3 separate regions of the Sus scrofa genome follow, and all the other regions are linked to region 2. Evidence: chromatin contacts called from public HiChIP or PLAC-seq data. All regions are on one chromosome and are shown on one strand. The core of a region is the stretch at or near the end of the contact, and the rest is flanking DNA. Distances in the headings are between cores, read along the strand shown.

Evidence for each region. HiChIP or PLAC-seq counts read pairs in DNA pulled down with a chosen protein or histone mark.
Region 1: an H3K27ac HiChIP or PLAC-seq map of alveolar macrophages shows a contact between it and region 2. The contact joins two enhancer-like sites. A contact is called at or near these places in 1 of 47 Hi-C or Micro-C datasets (epiblast stem cells) and 1 of 2 datasets of contacts at active chromatin or transcription factors (alveolar macrophages).
Region 3: a contact with region 2 is called in an H3K27ac HiChIP or PLAC-seq map of alveolar macrophages. The contact joins two enhancer-like sites. A contact is called at or near these places in 1 of 47 Hi-C or Micro-C datasets (epiblast stem cells) and 1 of 2 datasets of contacts at active chromatin or transcription factors (alveolar macrophages).

Annotation. Positions count from the first base shown.
Region 1 is chr2:25,723,018-25,725,717 of Sscrofa11.1, reverse strand. It overlaps SLC1A2 (excitatory amino acid transporter 2), which reads right to left. Exons shown (of 11, transcript XM_003480708.4): 6 at 346-472. Among named protein-coding and RNA genes, the nearest start is that of SLC1A2, 120 kb to the right of the region's middle. Within about 2 kb of position 1,352, at least 13 of the 83 cell types and tissues checked have an H3K27ac peak or open chromatin away from gene starts, as enhancers often do. A contact at or near this core is called in alveolar macrophages, where this site is marked.
Region 2 is chr2:25,934,628-25,937,488 of Sscrofa11.1, reverse strand. No RefSeq gene overlaps it. Among named protein-coding and RNA genes, the nearest start is that of CD44, 52 kb to the right of the region's middle. Within about 2 kb of position 1,353, at least 28 of the 83 cell types and tissues checked have an H3K27ac peak or open chromatin away from gene starts, as enhancers often do. A contact at or near this core is called in alveolar macrophages, where this site is marked.
Region 3 is chr2:25,742,868-25,745,567 of Sscrofa11.1, reverse strand. All of the region lies in intron 8 of SLC1A2 (excitatory amino acid transporter 2), which reads right to left. Among named protein-coding and RNA genes, the nearest start is that of CD44, 140 kb to the left of the region's middle. Within about 2 kb of position 1,422, at least 17 of the 83 cell types and tissues checked have an H3K27ac peak or open chromatin away from gene starts, as enhancers often do. A contact at or near this core is called in alveolar macrophages, where this site is marked.

The DNA of each region.
Region 1 (2,700 bases), core at 103-2,602, 210 kb after region 2:
AACTCCAAGTAATTTTCACGTGTCATGGACTAGTACTACTCTTTTGATTTTTTTTTCTGCAAAGTAAACACAAAAGACCCATTCTTAATTGTCAGGTCATACAAAACAAATGGCAGATGAGATGTGGTCCATGGGCTGGCTATAGGTTTCCAACCCATTTTCTGGGGAACTCTCTAAAAGAGAGGTTTTTCAGCCCTTTCTCAGTCCTTCCTGAGAGCCCTTTGCTTGGTTCACTTGGTTCACGCCCACCCACTCTTTGCTGCTGGGAGGGTTCCAGCGTCCTCTGGGGGACCCCAACACCATCTCACGTCCTCTCCGCAATGAGGTAAGAAGAAGCCCACTTACCACATGATCATGATCACCAACTTCATCACAATCTCATTCAAAATATTGAAGAATTCCACCATCAGCTTGGCCTGCTCACCCATCTTCCCCATGGCGATGCCAAAGGCAATGAAAAACCCTATCAGACCTGTTGGGTGAATCACATGACACAGAAGGACAAATTATAAAGAATGTGTTTCTTCTCCCGTGGGCTTTCCCATTCCCCAAGTAGGGAGCCCCGTTCTCACCGCCTGTTACCCCACGAAGTAAGCATTAAAAGACAAAAGCATTAGGTTTCACACTGAAAATACCTTTCCCCTGGATAATTACGGCTTTCCTGAATATTTTCCACATGAGCAAGTTGGAGTGTAAGCAGGTTAGTTCCTTGGAGGAAATAAATTCATGTTCCTTCCAAACGATAAAGTACTCTCTTCTTTCTCGTCCTTGCTTTTGAAATCATGTGTGAGCAGATTCCTTTAGCATGTAGATTAACAAAGCAAGGCTTGTTGGGACTTGGGGAGTTTTGTGCAAATTTTGGAGCCAATGTTAGAAGAGCAGAGACCAATTAACAACTAAGTCTCTGCCAGGGTTATGTCTGTATTGGCTTGGTGTTATCCCAAATCAATGCATGGCTGGTATAGTTCACTCCAGGAACACCCTAAAGATAAAATTATTTTCCTATTGCCTAATTTGAGAAGGAGGAAAAATGACAAAAAGGAAAAAAAAATCAAAGAGAAAGCAATGAGAAATACAAAACAGTTGGGAAAACCCCAAATGACCCAGTTTGTTTGCATTCAACCTGTTATTCATTAATTCATCACCATTCTTTCCATGGTCAAAAAAGTTTAGAATGCTTTCTTTTTTACTGAGTTTTTTCCCAGGATCATAAAGAGAAAACATAGTCTTTGTTATTTCCTGGCCCCTCAGCCATCTGAACTCCTTCACTTGTTATCACCTGATGTCCACCTCAGTGTAACCCCATCCTGGCCCCAGGGTCACTCCTAATTCTCGTCCAGGAGGATTTGAGGAACAACTGAACACTGTCTCCACCTCTTGATGTCAGCAGCAAACTGCACTAGGTCCTGGACCAACTCCAACAGCCAATCTTGGGTCTTAGTTCTGGGCGGCCTTTTGCCTCATTCTAAGTATCTGTCCTGGGAACCTGCCTGATTTGTTAGTTTCTCCAAGACCTGGCTTTTCTTTCCCCAAAACATTCTCTCCGCCACTACTCCCCCTACCAGGTCCCTCCCTCAGGGTCTCACTCTGGAGTGTCACCCAGACCCTCCCATGTGTATGGCTAACAGATGTCCCCATACTGCCTGGGGCTTTCTGGGTTTCTGATTACAAATCACCATGTGCCTCAACTCCCAATCTGTTTTCCAGTCTTGGGGCTCCAATTCTTTTTTTTTTTTTTTGCCTTTTTGCCATTTCTTGGGCAACACTGGATCTTTAACCCACTGAGCATGGCCAGGGATCGAACCCGCAACCTCATGGTTCCTAGTTGGATTCGTTAACCCACTGAGCCACGATGGGAACTCCCTTGGGGCTCCAATTCTGATGACTTGCATGGACTATAAATCCGTGTCATTGTCCCCTTGACAATGGGACCTTGCTCGCCCATCTGACTTTCTCTGAACCTCTCCCTCTTCTTCCCCACACCCACCCCGTCCCGTCATTTCCAGTCTCTCCCTATTCTATCCAGTTTCCTCGTGTGTCTGTTTAGGCCTGCGGTCTTGAGCTGTACCAAGGTAAACTACAGCATTATAATTTGATTCTCTTGGAGGAAAAGTCTTTCTCTCTGAACCTCTGATTTTACCTTTTCCCTGGTCGCCAAAACCTCCCACCTCCCCACAGCAAGCACATATCAACCCAGACTGTTCAACCACCAGACCCTCTCTCTAGCTTCAGCAAAAAGAACCCAGAACTTGCACTAAAATTGTTAATCCTCACTATTTAATAGTTCCCCTTCTCAGCTCTTGGCCAGAAAGAGCGACAAGTGACTTACCAGTGAGCCGTTCTGGCCACAAAAACAAAGGCTTAGTGAGAATTAAAGTGACCCAGAATTAGAGCGACCAGGGAGAGTGACCTAGTTCTGCAGGAATAGAGGACATCGCAGGCAGGCTCTTCTCAAGCCCGTGGAGAGGCGTTTGCTAGAGGAGAACTGAGCAATAATCTGTGAACATTCTGGCTGAGAATAGCTAGTTATCACTTGGTGAATTCCATTTGGAAATTTTAAAAGAAAATGCTCCAGGTCTCAAGGTCCCAAAGAACTAGCATAAAACAGCTCCCCCGGTGGGGTCTGCAGAAACTGGCCATCTCTGTGCATACTACAGAGATGCTGAAAGGAGCCGTCTCTCACAGGAGTTGATTTAAGTG
Region 2 (2,861 bases), core at 104-2,603:
CTAAAGCAGAAATCAAATCCTGCCACTTCTCTGCTCAAGACCCTCCCACGCCTCCTCATTTAGCTCAGAGGATAAGCCTAAATCTTTTCAGCGGCCCCCAAGGCCCAGCCTGATCTGACAGTCTCACTCCAGCCTCACCCTCTCTTCTCCCCCCACCCCGGCTCCCTCGGCTTCCGCCCAGTAGTCTCCAGATTGGTCTCCAATGTTCTTTCCCCAGATACCTGCACAGATCAAGTCCTTACCTGCCATGACTTGACTCAGAACCACTAGCATAGTGAGGGCTCCCCTGGGTATACTCTCCTGGACCACAGCTCCCTTCTATGCTCCCTGGCCTCCCTCCTGATGGATGTCTGAGCATGCGCACAAGACATGTTAGGTATTCATCATGCTTTATTGTCATCTGTCGTTTCCTGCCTCCCTCACTTGAACGTAAGCTCTGTGAGGTCAGGGATTTCTGCCTGTTTTGTTTACTGCTGCCGTATCCCCAACATCCAAGATAGGGCCTGGTAGGTAGCAGATGATCACACGGTATTTACTGAATGAATAAATGAATTCTTGGCTCACTCCTACCTGTTGTTATCAGTATCATAGCTTTCCTTTCCCAGCCTCCCTTTTAATTCTCCTTCTTTTGTAGGCAAAGCAAACAAACATAAACACGCAACAAAATAAGCCACGAGATGCTATTAGTTCCCGCCTTTACAACTTCATGGACGTTCCAATACATTATATATATTATGTATTTTTATATAGACACATAGATATTATATACATATGCACACACATATACTGTGTGGATATATATATATATATATATGTCCACACACACACAGAGACATTATATTTTCCTTTCAGATGGGAGATTTGGGGTGTGGCGTGCCAAAGGAAAAGAATTTGGGGAATTCTTGACCTGGCTGGCCTCTGCTCTTCTCCCAGCTCCCAGTCCATCCTCCCTCCGCCCCTGGCTACCACCCTGCTCTCACATTCCTGCAGCAGGAAGCTCTGCTCCCCACTGGGAGCAGCCTGTAGCATTTGGCTGGGGTGGTTGGAGCCCTCAGGCTCAACATTTGAAGCATCCCCTCATTGTCTGAGGGGTAGCACAAGAAACACGCGTGCCAGGCTCCTGCCTCTGAGGGTCAGAATTTGGCATCGCTGTTGTGTGTGATTGAGTGACAAATCGGGAACGCCAATCTAGAACTCCAAAATAGAGAGCGATCGAGCTTGGTGGCAGGGGCGAACAGGCCTGGTTCCCCGCAGCTGGCGGATTCTGTTTGGGCTGTCTCCTCTTGTCACCACAGCACCCTGTCGGGTTACCAAGGAGACAGAGGAACAGACTGCAGAGAAGCTCCCCAGTGCATGGGCGGCAGCAGACAGTCATTGAGACAACGCCCTCATTCTTGGCTCCGCCCCTCCTCCCACAGCCCAAGAGAAGCCACACAAGGAGCTGGAATTCCAAGGGCTGCCTTTGGAATTCAGACCAGAGTTTGCCTACACCTCCTCTCTGGTCCTCTGTGCCTCTCTGAAGAGGAGGATCTGCACGTGCGGGCTCTTGCTGCTGGATCTGCTGCGTTTTTCTAAGCTTTGGGGGTGTATTTGTGTTTAAGAAAACACCTGGGTTTTTTCAAAAGTCGGAAGAGATTGGTGGCTGAGCTGTTCTGCTCTCTTGTGGATGATAGGCTATGAGATGGGGCCCATGCTCATCAGGAAGGCCCTGGACAACTGGAGGGAGGGGTCCCAGGAGCCAGTCCCCAAGGCCTGGATTCCTCCTTTGAGCTGGCCTGCTTTCATGGGGACTCCACACCAGACTCAGAAGGAACAAGGCCCTCTAACTGCTAACTGATGAAGAGCCCTCCCAGTTTCCGCATGCAAGTGCCTAGATGAGACTGTGATTGGATTTGACAAGCCTTTGGGAATATACGGTAATTCCGTAATCCCGCTACTAAACGCACTTAGCACTTTCATCTTTACGAAGCTTGTAGTGTCCATTCTCAGTCTTCTCCCCACAGCTGGAGGGCTTTATTTCCCCTAGTTTACAGATGAGAAAATGGAGGTGGAAGAACTTTCTGCCACCATAAAAGTAGCAGGAAAGCATTTCAAACCCAGATCTCATGACCCCACACGTGGGGTGTTTCCAATTTACTCCTGGTAGACAAGTTCCTTAAACAGGAGGCCCAGGAGTCTGAGGCCTGAAACCACGGGGCTTACGGATGTAGCTACAAACTGCAGCTCTCAGCCAGAAAGAAAAAAGTCAAGGAGAAGAGAAACCGTATTGCACTGTAGGAGCTTAGGGTGCCTCACACATGCTGAATATTTACATGTGTTCCCCACACCGTCTCTATAGCAACTGGCGTGAGGTGCAGAAATGCTTCATCAGTATTTGTGAGAGAATGAGAAGAAAGCGCTCCAAGATCCTCTTTCTCCCAGCAGGCAGGGCTATTTCCATCCACTGGCTTTGTGACTTTTCCCAGCAGCCACTCAGTAGGAAGCTGGTTTCAAACAGCAGGGCACCTGTGTATCCATCCAATGGGCATCTGAACCTTGCAGGATGGAAGGGCCTCCACTCCTGATCCCTCTTCCAGGCAATTATGCAAGGAGTCAGGAAGGGATTTCATTATTAAGAAGTCTCAATAGTAAGGAGCTGAGAGGTTGTGGTTTCCAGCTTTTAACCACAACATTTAAGGCGTGGCTCCATCCTTATAGTTTCTTATAAATGCGCATCATTACCTAATTCTCCCTGGAGAATCAAAATTGTTTTAGATGCATCCGTATCAGTGATGCGAGCTGAGGCTCGGAACGGGCAAACAATGTCCTTCTCAGAATGGTCCCTCCCCAGTCCCCTTTCCCACCTGCAAATAATGCCTTCT
Region 3 (2,700 bases), core at 173-2,672, 190 kb after region 2:
CATGGCTCTAAAAGCGGGCACGGAAATATTAAAGAAGAAAAACAAATCACCCTTCATCCTCCCACAGGAACACCACTGCATTCATTTCTGCTTACGCCTTTATGTCTCGGAGAGAACCAGAGACGTCAAGACTATGTGGCGAGAGTCTGAGGAGACCATTGCCAAAGTTAACATGGGAACGCGGGATAGCAAATATCCAGACTCAACTGAGTGGACATCAGGGAAACAAATCAACAGAATTCCAAATGACATTAAGCTTCAAATGCCTGGACGTTTCACCCTGGGCTGGAAAATGCATTACTCAGAAAGGGGATGCCAAGAAAGGATAATGAAATAACGGGAGGCTTTCCTTCTGAAGCATCTCAACCCTTGCTTTCCAAGTAATGCCAAGGGCACACCCAACACCATGTGGAAGTCTCTGGAAGAGGGTTTCATCTAGGGTTCAAGGGCTCTGTCTTGACACCAGGGAGCCTCTCTGGTCCAGCAAGGGGCAGTGACTTTTTCAGTTCTTTTCTGGACCCCATGTGTAAAAGCTGTTCTTTCTAAATGGAACAATGCTTCTGAAAATACAGGTTCCCAAGTTGCTTTTCTGTCTGCTGAAAAGAAAGGGGGGGGGTGCTGTTTTCTTCATGGCTATACAGTTCCAGATTTTTTAGAGTAGGTCTTCTGGTTCCAAACTAAGAATAAGAGTCCCAAATGGGTTTGACCATTGGTGTGCCCAGGCACCGAATCCTGGTCTCACAGCTGGGAGGGACCTGAACTGACCTCAAGGAAGGTCCCAGGAGGTTTTGTGGTTCACACTGGTTTTTCCATATAACCATCCTTCCCACATTTGGGCTTGGCTCAGAACAGACACTTCCCTACGTGAGATCTACAGAATGCATCTTTGCTTTCGCCCTGGCTCCGTCCATGTAGAGCTGGGGTCAGCGTTTCAACAACTCTGTTTTCCTTGAATCCATCTAGGACGGAGGAAGTAGTAGTGTGCAGTGGTTATCAGCAAAGCTTCTGGAGTTGAACGACCTAGGTTCAAATCCCAGCTCTGCCACTTAGTAACCACATGGCTTTGGGCAACTTACTTAACCTCTTTGTGCCTTGACTTCCTTATCTGTCAAAAAGGAGCTATGAGTGGTGTGTCACTCTTGGAGTCATCGGGAGCTCATGAATCAAAAGCCCTTAGAAGAGGCCGGCACATTGCAACCCCCTAGTAAATGGGAATCGTTATTCTTACTGGGAAATCTGGGCAGGGTGAGGCTGCTTTGCAATGAATACGTCCCTAAAGTCCCAAGGCAGGTGGGACATTCCTGGCAGGTGGGAATTCTCAGTCATTTCCCTGAGATGGATTGAACACCAGGGAAGGGGAACTCCCCAAGTTCCAAGGACCTCTCGGCCTTGGCCGTTTTATTTACAACATCAGTAGCTTCTGCTCTATGAGTCACTCTGACACATCCCTTTGTACTGTGGCCACATTGTCTCGTTACCCCTGGGTTGTGTGAGACAAAGTCCCATAAAGAATTCTTCCTGGAGGTTGGTTCCCTTTCTGTTCCTCCATCCCAAATATACCCTCCTCCAACCACAGGCTCCCCAGGCAGTGACCTCCCCTCTGTCCCTTTATCCTTTCCTGCTCATCCAGTCCTTCTACTCTCCTGGCTCACTTCCCTACGGTTAGTTCTTGGATGCTGTGCAAGGAACTACACACACGTTATTCGCAGCCGGACCTCTCAGCCCTACACAAAGGCACAGATGGTGGCACCAAGGAGTGGATCCAGGGTCACAGAGTTTGAACAAGGTCTGCTGGGATTTGAACCCTCGTCTGCTTGATTCCAGTGCTGCACTGGCTCCTCATGTCCCTCGATCCTTCCTCACATTGAAAACTCTATGATTAATTAATGCATTTGCTGAGAATTCCTGGCCCCTCTTTCCCTGAATACAGGGAAGTGAGGTGAAGAAAGTACTTGGAAGCACAGCTATGAACCTGGACTTGGCTCTTTTTCTCTGATTAAATTAGAGACAGTGACCTACATATACTCTATGGGGGCAGGAGATTTCCACCCCCCACCCCATAGAGACAGCCCTTGGGATGTCTACAAATATAGCAGGTTTCACTGAACTTGACAGGGACACAAGTATTAAATATATTTGTTCCAACTTCATCCTTTTTTTCCAGGGAAAATTCTCAGTAGTATCATTATTAAAATAAAATAAATCTTGGGTAGATAAATTTAAATAACTGAGGCACAATCTCAATCAGCTGGTCACTGGACCATCCTCCCATCTCTAAGTTCTCATCTCGAGGTGTGAACTTGATGGAAAGCATGACTGCCATCAAGGCCAAGAATTCAGGGACACCAAGGAGCTCCATCCATCTTTGAATTTTTAAGCAAGGGAGGTAGGCAGTCTCACCTGCAATCTGTTAGGAGGACATGATTTAGAAGCTTGATAAAATGACCTGAAGCATGTTTTCCACTGACTAACATCATGGCACTTGCTGTATCAGAGTCACATTTTTCTTTCATATTCTAGGAGTGTTATATGAAGCATCAATAGTAGTAACGATACTCGTAGCAAACATTTATTGACAGGTGACAATGCACCAGGTACAAAGCTCTCAACCACACCTGAATGTGTGATGACTGTCCCCCTCATACAGGAAACTGAGGCTCCCATAGAGTACTGCTCTGGACTGAGCGGTGTCCTCCCCAA